2 separate regions of the Mus musculus genome follow, and region 2 is linked to region 1. A link is a contact called in public Hi-C data. All regions are on one chromosome and are shown on one strand. Each heading gives the region's core, a stretch centred on a gene start, on an enhancer-like site or on the middle of the called end of the contact. The rest is flanking DNA. Distances are from core to core; before and after follow the strand shown. Region 1 has its middle 99 kb from the start of A26c2. Region 2 has its middle 110 kb from the start of Chrna7.

What was found. Hi-C and Micro-C count contacts between places; a contact is called where the count stands out from the background.
Region 2: a contact with region 1 is called in a Hi-C map of liver, with 7 times the contacts expected there. The contact joins two enhancer-like sites. A contact is called at or near these places in 1 of 39 promoter capture datasets (embryonic stem cells), 9 of 15 datasets of contacts at CTCF or cohesin (the NIH/3T3 cell line, embryonic stem cells, hippocampal excitatory neurons and 3 more), 211 of 484 Hi-C or Micro-C datasets (the 4T1 cell line, the AML12 cell line, the AtT-20 cell line and 96 more), 22 of 115 datasets of contacts at active chromatin or transcription factors (PVALB interneurons, astrocytes, a beta-TC-6 cell line and 12 more) and 2 of 9 other capture datasets (embryonic tail and pancreatic islet).

What each region holds. Positions count from the first base shown.
Region 1 is chr7:62,920,832-62,925,035 of GRCm38.p6, reverse strand. No RefSeq gene overlaps it. Among named protein-coding and RNA genes, the nearest start is that of A26c2, 99 kb to the right of the region's middle. Within about 2 kb of position 1,820, at least 3 of the 459 cell types and tissues checked have an H3K27ac peak or open chromatin away from gene starts, as enhancers often do. A contact at or near this core is called in hepatocytes and liver, where this site is marked.
Region 2 is chr7:63,320,531-63,324,685 of GRCm38.p6, reverse strand. No RefSeq gene overlaps it. Among named protein-coding and RNA genes, the nearest start is that of Chrna7, 110 kb to the right of the region's middle. Within about 2 kb of position 2,510, at least 15 of the 459 cell types and tissues checked have an H3K27ac peak or open chromatin away from gene starts, as enhancers often do. A contact at or near this core is called in hepatocytes and liver, where this site is marked.

The DNA.
Region 1 (4,204 bases), core at 571-3,070:
TGGGAAGGAAGTATTTCTGTCTACACTCATAGGCATATATTTATATTTTTAAATGAATTTACAGTGTTCATAAATGTATAAATATGTAAATACACATCTCAAGTAGATGCTTATTCTCTGGGCTCAGTTTTTAAAACTGTGTCTCAGGATAGGCTGTACAATAGCACCCACTTGTGGTAAATATAGCAATTGCACCCTTCTCTCAGAAGGACCATTCCCCAGTGGTTGATTGCTCTGTTGTCCTTTGTGAACTAAAAACAAACAAACAAACAAACAAAAACAAAACAAAACAAAAAACTGTCTGAGGTTTGGTATTGCGGGCTTCTGTACAGAGTACTGCAGTTGGACCTCTGTAAGAACACATGTGTGGGTTTGGCATCAGGACCGAAGCAATCAAGTTTTGGTCTTCTATACTCATGTAGTTCTGCCCATATGGAACTGGCCCTAGGGAGCCGTAGTAAAAAGTCCTGACCTGTTCACTGAAAAGAAGCTTCTGCAAAGACCTGCGTTTAGAACACTTCCACTTGTTGAGCATCTTTCCAGACAAAGGCTTCATTCTACATTATTTTCTGTGCAATGAACTCCTAGCAGTGCAGGTATAGAGGTTCGATTCTAAAGCTCTGGACTTAGACACCCATGTAGATGTGAAATGTCTGTAGACAAACCTGTGACCCTGCATGGGAAGTAGACAGAAGTCTGGCTGACCTTTGCCTAGAATGCCTGCTATGTCACCATCTGGGCGTCAGGCTGCTTGAGATCTAAAGTGAAAACTGCCAGGCCATCGTCCTCGTGGCCACCTCAGCATGGGCAGACACAAGGGAGTCCTGCATATGTGCATCCAGATGTTTTTATATTCACTTAGCAAGTTGAATATCCATCTGTATTCAATCATGCCCATCCTTTTCTCACATAAAAATGGATCTGTATATAAATGTCGATATGATGGAAGACTTGAGGCCTTTCAGAATACTGCAAGGGATTTCGTGTAAGTGAACATTTACTGCAGTAGAAAAACCTTTGCCTTAGGTGGCAAGTACAGCTTTGATATGCAATATGAAGTTTGCACTTAAATAGATATTCAAGCAAATTGATTTATTAATGTGGATGTGTAAACTGTTGACTGGGGAAGATGAACAAACACCAAGAAACCTACAGTTACACACCTGCAACGTGTTCTCATGCTGAGGGGTTTGGGGCCTGTGTGATTCTTTTGGCAACTCTGGAAGGTGAATTCTAATGGTTCCTCCCCCCCCCCCCCCAATCAGGGTAATGTTCTGTTAAATATCCCTGACCCAGTGTCATCACTCGATCTGAAGAAGGTAAATTTGGTTAGCAAAACTTACAGGACCAGACATTCTAGAAAGTGCTTAGAGAGGCCTGAAACACTGTGCCTGCCTAGGTAGATATTGCATCTGCTGGTTTCTCTGGGACAGAACTCAAGTTTGTTGCAGATTACCACTGGGGTGGTGCAGATAGTGTAAGTCGAGGTATAATTAGGATAACTATACAATTTTGGTAGGATAGTCCTGCACTGAGGATTGCCAGGGGCTGGGCCCTCAACCCTAAATGCAAGATCACACCACACCACACACACACACACACACACACACACACACACACACGCTTCTGTTCATCTGTCTGAAACCATCATGTCTATGGTTGTGCCTCTGAAAGCAGTCATTTTTTTGTGTATAATTTATCATTTTAAGGTAAGGAACTTTATTTAAGAATATTTAATTGTGGTTTTACTGGGGAAGAGGGGCAGTTTTTGTTGTTTTATCCAGTGAACCAACACCAGTGGCGTTCTACCTACTGAAAATGTTGCAAGCTGTTTGCTGACTCTGAAAGTTCAAAGGTAACTGCAGTAGACCTTACTGTTAATTTAGATTATGTAGAAGCTAATCAATGTGTATTGATTTAAAAAGCCAGAGTCCTTGAAAAAAATCAATATAAATATCATTTTCAGTCCTACTTAATTTGCATGATTTGACTACCCCCAATCTCCTACAATTGTTGTTTTAATCAATGTTTTGAGTGCTGTGTGTTGTTTTCAACAAATGAGTTATGATTTGACCAATAATTTAATATTTTATTAAAATCTCTGTATTAATATATATGTATATATGTACACACACACACACACACACACACACACACACACACACGTCAGGGTTTTTCTGTTTAAGAGCCCTGGCTGTCCTGAACTTTGTAGATCAGATTGGCCTTCAACTCACAGAAAATGCCTGCTTCTGCCTCTCTAGTGATGGGATTATAAGAGTGCTCCACCACTTCCTGGCTTCATATATTCTATTTTGATCTTGTTTTCTCCTCCCTCAAATCCAAGATCCTCCCAACCACTCTATCATCCAACTTTATGTTCTTCTCAACAACAACAACAACATCAACAACAACAACAACACCCCCACAAAACCCAATAAGACAACTACTCCTGGTCATGGGGCCTGCCTGCCTGGAGTGTGGTTGATATACCCAGTGACACTACATTGCAGAAAACTAATTTTTCCTTTGACAGCTGGTATCAATTGCTAATAACTTGCTTCTTTAAACAACCACAGGTGGGTGGTGTATTGGCGCCCTCCTGTGGTAGAGGTAGCAGCTGTTAGTTTACAGAGTTCATTAGGGCTGACTTCTCAGGTTGCCTTTAGAGCTGTGCAAAATTGTTACAACCCTAGAGACCACACATACTAATATACTAATGACATTATATAGAGGAATCAGGTGTGTGTGTGTGTGTGTGTGTGTGTGTGTGTGTGTGTTGTATGTGTAAAATAGTGTAAGGTGAGGTATGCCCAGGATAACTATATATTTTTCTAGGATAGATCTGCACTGAGGACCTCTTATGTTGTGTGTGTGTGTGCACATGGTATATGTATATATATATACCTCCTAAATATCACTGCCTCTAAATACACTTTCTCTTTTATTCACAATAAACTTTCTCCTACAACATATCTAGGTGCAATCATGACCTTTCCTATTTTATTTCTTTTTATTGAGTTGTGGGGCACCAGCTGTACTATGCATAGCTGCAGGGCAAGAGCTCTGTGTGAGAGCAGGCTGATGTCTCTGGCTGACTTCAGAATGCAGCACAGTATCAGCCTTCCCCCCCCCCCCCTTCCTCTACTCTGAGGCTACACTAACCACAGGTCTCTTGGTTTCTATGTAAGCACCTTTTAACATTCCACAGAGAAGAGAGAGTATATGCTCACCTTTCTGTACCAGCTCTCTGCATTCACTTCTCAGCAGGATCTGATGTTTCATAACTTGTCTCAGTGTCAGGATGCTATTCTTTTTACGGCTGTCTCGTGCTCCCCTGTATATCTGTATTATATTTAAATGTTACTTTTACTTCCGTGTTCCTCTTCACTGTTTCCATGTGCTTTTCGTGCTACCGTGAATGAGTTTGTGATGAACACAGACATAGAAGTCTTCCTAAGACACTGGTTTCATCTCCTCCTGAATGTGTGCTCATTATTGTGAAACTGCTGCATCACAAGGTAGATACATTTGCTTAACTCTTCAAAGAACCATCATACGGTTACCCATAAAGACCATAAAAATTTATATTCCAGCCAACAGTGTGCATCTCTCCAGCACTTACTATCTTTAGTCTGTCTGACAGTAGACACTCTAGTGAGTGGACTGATAACTCATTGTGGCTTTGATTTATAGTATCCTGATGACCAACACTGCACATTTTTATACATCCATGATGGTTAGTCTTCATTGTCAACTTGACAAAACCCAGAATCACTTTAAAAGACATCTTCAATGAAAGGTTATCTGTATTGGGTTGCCTGTGGGCATTCCTATGAGGGTTTTTAATTGGGGTAACTGAAATAGAAAGACTCCCCATGAAGGTGGGTTTCATCATTTCAAGGGTTGGACTCTCTACTAGATAAAGGAGAGAAGGTCACCTGAACACAGACAGGCATGCGTGCATCCATTTTTCTATTTGCTTCTGATAAATATGACCAACTCCTGCCTTGACTTCCTCATAATGATGGGACCCCGGAAGTGCAATTCTGTAAACTGAATAAATTCCTTTCTCTAAACAGTTGTTTTGTCAGGGTACTTTTAGTATCGTTAAACTCAGACAGTATCATCAGCCTTATCTGTAGGTCAGATAAGAAATTGAGAAATATCTGTTTATATCTTTGCTCATATTTAAAACAGCTATTTA
Region 2 (4,155 bases), core at 1,261-3,760, 400 kb before region 1:
GGACCTCATTGGCTAGCCTGAAATTCACTGTGAAGCCCTGGTTGGGCTGAAACTCGTTATGTAGACTGGGCAGACCAGGAAGTCATGGAGGTTACCTGCCTCCGTTTCCTGGGTGCTGAGATTAGGGCATGCACCATGACACCTAGTCTGAAAGAGCAAGTATAATTAAAAAGTATTTAAAACCCCAAAGCAAAACTACAAAAGAGCACAAAACACTCTGCTACATAGGCTAACATAATGCACAATAATAAAGCTTAAGCCACAGCTTTAAAACAGCAAAATTATGAATAGACAATGAACTGAATGACAGACCACACATAAAAGTTATTTTGATGGCCATTTCTGCTTCCATAAAGGTGATGGGTACTTTTCTCAGTTCCCCACACCTGGTGCAGATAAAACACCTTGAACATTTTGCAGAAATAAAATATGAAAAGTGTGGAAGCCAGGGAGATGGCAGGCTGGCTATGGAACTTGTGTCCTGAGGGAGGAGCTGGTGACAGTTCCTGGGGTTTTCCTTTCACTTTGCACCCTACTCTGAGTGCCAGGAAGCCAGCACCCCAAAAACATTAACAAGACAGCACACACAGGAGGCCAGTTTTCTGCAATCAGAAGAGCAGTTTATGCAAGAGAATACTTTCAGGCAAACTGCACTGTTGTGGTTATTATTATTTTGGGGGTTTGCCCTCACTTCAGGTAATTTAGTTACCAAATCAAAGACACAGATCTTTAGATTTATAATAAGCTGTAGAGCATTAGAGCTGGGTAGGTATCTATGCTATTTTCTGTTTCCCTGGCAAAATCTCTGAGATAATATTTGCCGTGTTCCTTTTAGGTTGCTCCTGCTCCATCAGGTCAGCACTCATGGCCATGTGCTTAAGATCCATGCTACCCCACGGTGACCTCTTCCTTCATTCTCCTTGTGGTCCCTGCCTGACCTCAAGTTCTGGGAATGTTTGCTCAAGCTCCTCTCTTCTGTCCATTTGGTGTATATGAGGATCTCCTCATCAGGGGTAACCAGATTGGGGGGGGGGGCAGTATTTAGTATTCAAATACAAAGCAGCACCTGACCAACCCCCTACACTGCACAAATACCTACATCCCAAATTCTACCTGTGAATGCCAAAGACAACCAGTTAGGAGGCTTCCAGCCTTGCCAAACTGTAACATGACAACGTAGCCGATTTTCACACATGTGGGTAGCAGAGAACGCCTCGCCTCGTGGAAGGAATCTTTACGCACGATCAGTGCTAATTAAACTCTATCTATTGTCAGCTAGTGGAGGCCTCATGAGGATCGGTAATGAGGCATCTTGCTTTTCCCTCTCTCTAACATGATGGTGTTAGAAGATGCCGTGTGAGACTAGCCCATCTCGTGGGGTGTCAGCAGGGAACAGTGGGAATCCAGCCTCATCTCCCACCTAACACTACTGAGGCTCAGCCCCCTCCATCCAGTGCTACAAAAGGCTGGCTAAAAGGAAAAACGAAAAAGATTCGGTTTGGTAAATGTAATAGCCCAAATGTCTACATTTTAATTCAAAATCACTTATCAAACCAAAAATGAGGAAAACTTCAGTCTGAATGTAAAAACAGTCAAGTAGGCACTTGTCTTCTTTGTGCTGCTATAATAAAGTACCTCAAACATTAATTTATAAGCAAGAGTATATTTTCTCAGTTTTGGAGCAGAGAAGTTCAAGGTCATGGCTCTTTAGTTGAGAATCTGAGAGGAGTTTCCCCCCCTCCCCTGGTTCTCTCTCACTGCATCCTCACACAGCACAGGGGGCTAACACTGTATCAGTGCAGGTGAAAAGCATAGAAGCCAGGACATCTCTGGATCTCTCCAGCCCTTTTGTAAGGCACTGATCCAATCCCAGGGGCCTTAATCACCCACACAGACCCCACTTGTGAATACTGCTGCAATGCCAACAAAATTAGCAGGAGTTTTGGACAGACACAAACAGCAGACCACAGCAATGTCAAAACAAAAATGACTTTGATGTTGAGACTCCCTCTGTGGTTGGGTCACACCATGCTCACCACCCTGGACAGCCACCCAGGGCGGCCTGGCAAGCCTGGAACGCTCACGCAGCTGAGGCTGAGAATGGAGAACTACGGATTCCTCTAGTGCAACAGAGCAGGGGCTGCTGGGTGACCTCGCTCATGGCTCCCTGCACTTAGGCACATTTAGCAAGCTCTAGTACAGTTTCCTTGTAGGCAGCTTGGGCCTAAGGGGAAACTCAACACCCACACCTGCATAGGGACTGGCTTGTTGTTGTGTTTTCTACCGGGAGAGATGTATGTAAGTCATTGAGAGCTGCCAAAGACACTGTCTGACGCTGGAGCTATGATTTTCATTTGGGCTAAATCCTAGAAATGTTATCTATGGTGCCATCAATTGGATAGCTTACTCTTTGGCGTCACCTAGTGGCTGAAGGCTTAAGATACAAGTCCAAAGCATAAAGTGTTTTGAACTTCTAGAGGAGGGTTGTGAGCCTAATGATTTTTCTCTGGGCTCGCTTTGCAGCTGCTTTACCAAGCACTCACAGACTTTGCTACCAGATATCCAAAAATGGCACAAACTCATAGAAATAACCAGCAAACCGCTAGCCAAATCTCATTGGCCTTTGCCCTTTGGCCTAGGAATTCAGGGAGCTGTAGCAAAGCCAAGGCATAAAGGATCTCAAACAGTGCTATGATTTGTTGTAAAAAAAAATGACTCGAAGATTCCCCTCAACTGATGAGAGGTCTGATTGTGTGGTTTAGACCTACAGGAGAAACCAATAACCTTGAGCCTCCGAGGCAACAGTTCTCTCTTCATGGGGGTCTGGGACTGAGGGACCATTGGCATGGCTAGCTGTTGGGCACAAGAGACATGAGCATTGTCAGGGATTTTCTACTCTTACTTGGCTGCCCAACATCAAGTTTGTGTGCTGTAGTGTCTGGTTTGTACTCCTGCGGAGTACCCAGCATGTCCCTTGCTGCTGTGTGCCCACATGCTTGTGTATGGCCTTGGGTGCTTGTCTTGTGACCTATGTCATGGTGCTTGCTATTTTGTTCAGTATCCTGTGTCCAGTCGGTGGTCCTCGCATGTGCCTCTGTCTGTGTCTGCATTTAAGGCTTACCATTATGTTCCCAACTGCTTCTCATCTCTGTGTGTATTGTCATCCAAACCCCAGTTTCCTTTATCATATGCCAAACGCATCTGCAGATGTTGGTTCTGATACTGTCCCTGTTGCCCTGTGCCTAATGTAGGTATCCCTCAAGGGGTGCCAAGTGTAAGTTACTTGGAGTTGCATGCCCAGAGTGCATGGTGTGTGCACGCCTGGCAGTGCCTGCCTCAGCTTGATAAGACATGTTGTTTGCTTGATAACTGTCATAGTTTGTGCTCTGTTGCCACAGTAAACATCGTTGCCAAAAACAACTTGGACGGGAAAGGGTTTATTTCATCTTACACCTTGATCCATTATCAAGAGGAGTCAAAGTTTGGGATTCAAGACAGAAGCCTGAATGCGGGAACTGAAACAGAGACCAGGGAGAAATGCTTACTGGCTTGCTCCCCCTATTTTGACTAGCTACCCTTTTTAAAGAGCCTAATCCCACTTGCTCAATGTGTGCACCCTGTGTGTGCAACCTGTGTGTGTGTGTATGCATGTGTGTGTGTGTGTGTGTGTGCATGTCCTGTGCCCTAAGCTGTATACCTTGTGATATTCTCAGTCTGTTTTCTGAGAAGTTTAGCCTCTGTCTGTGTGCCAGTCTAGAATACCTTCAGTTCTAACTGGGAAGCACTCAGGGTCATATCTGGCCTTTGGCCAATCCTCTCCCTCCCTTTTCCCCCCAGTGATCTCAGAATCCTGGGGACATGTGTCTGGCCTCAGTTTTTCATGTTTGACTTTTTCAAACATGCACCTTCTTCACTCCTTATACAGCCCATTAACTGAAATTGGGGCATGCGGGGATGGTACTGAGGTCTGTCTTCACGGCTCTATTCTTAGGACCACCCTTTGACCATGTTGCCAGCGCAGGCCTTGTCTCCAGGGCCTTTGGGGCTGGCAGACCTTGGCAGAGAAGGCTTTCCTCCGTCCTGCCATGCTCTTCCCTATGGAGACTCAGTTTTTCCTCACAGCTCTCACACTGCCCTATGACATCCCCCTTCTTC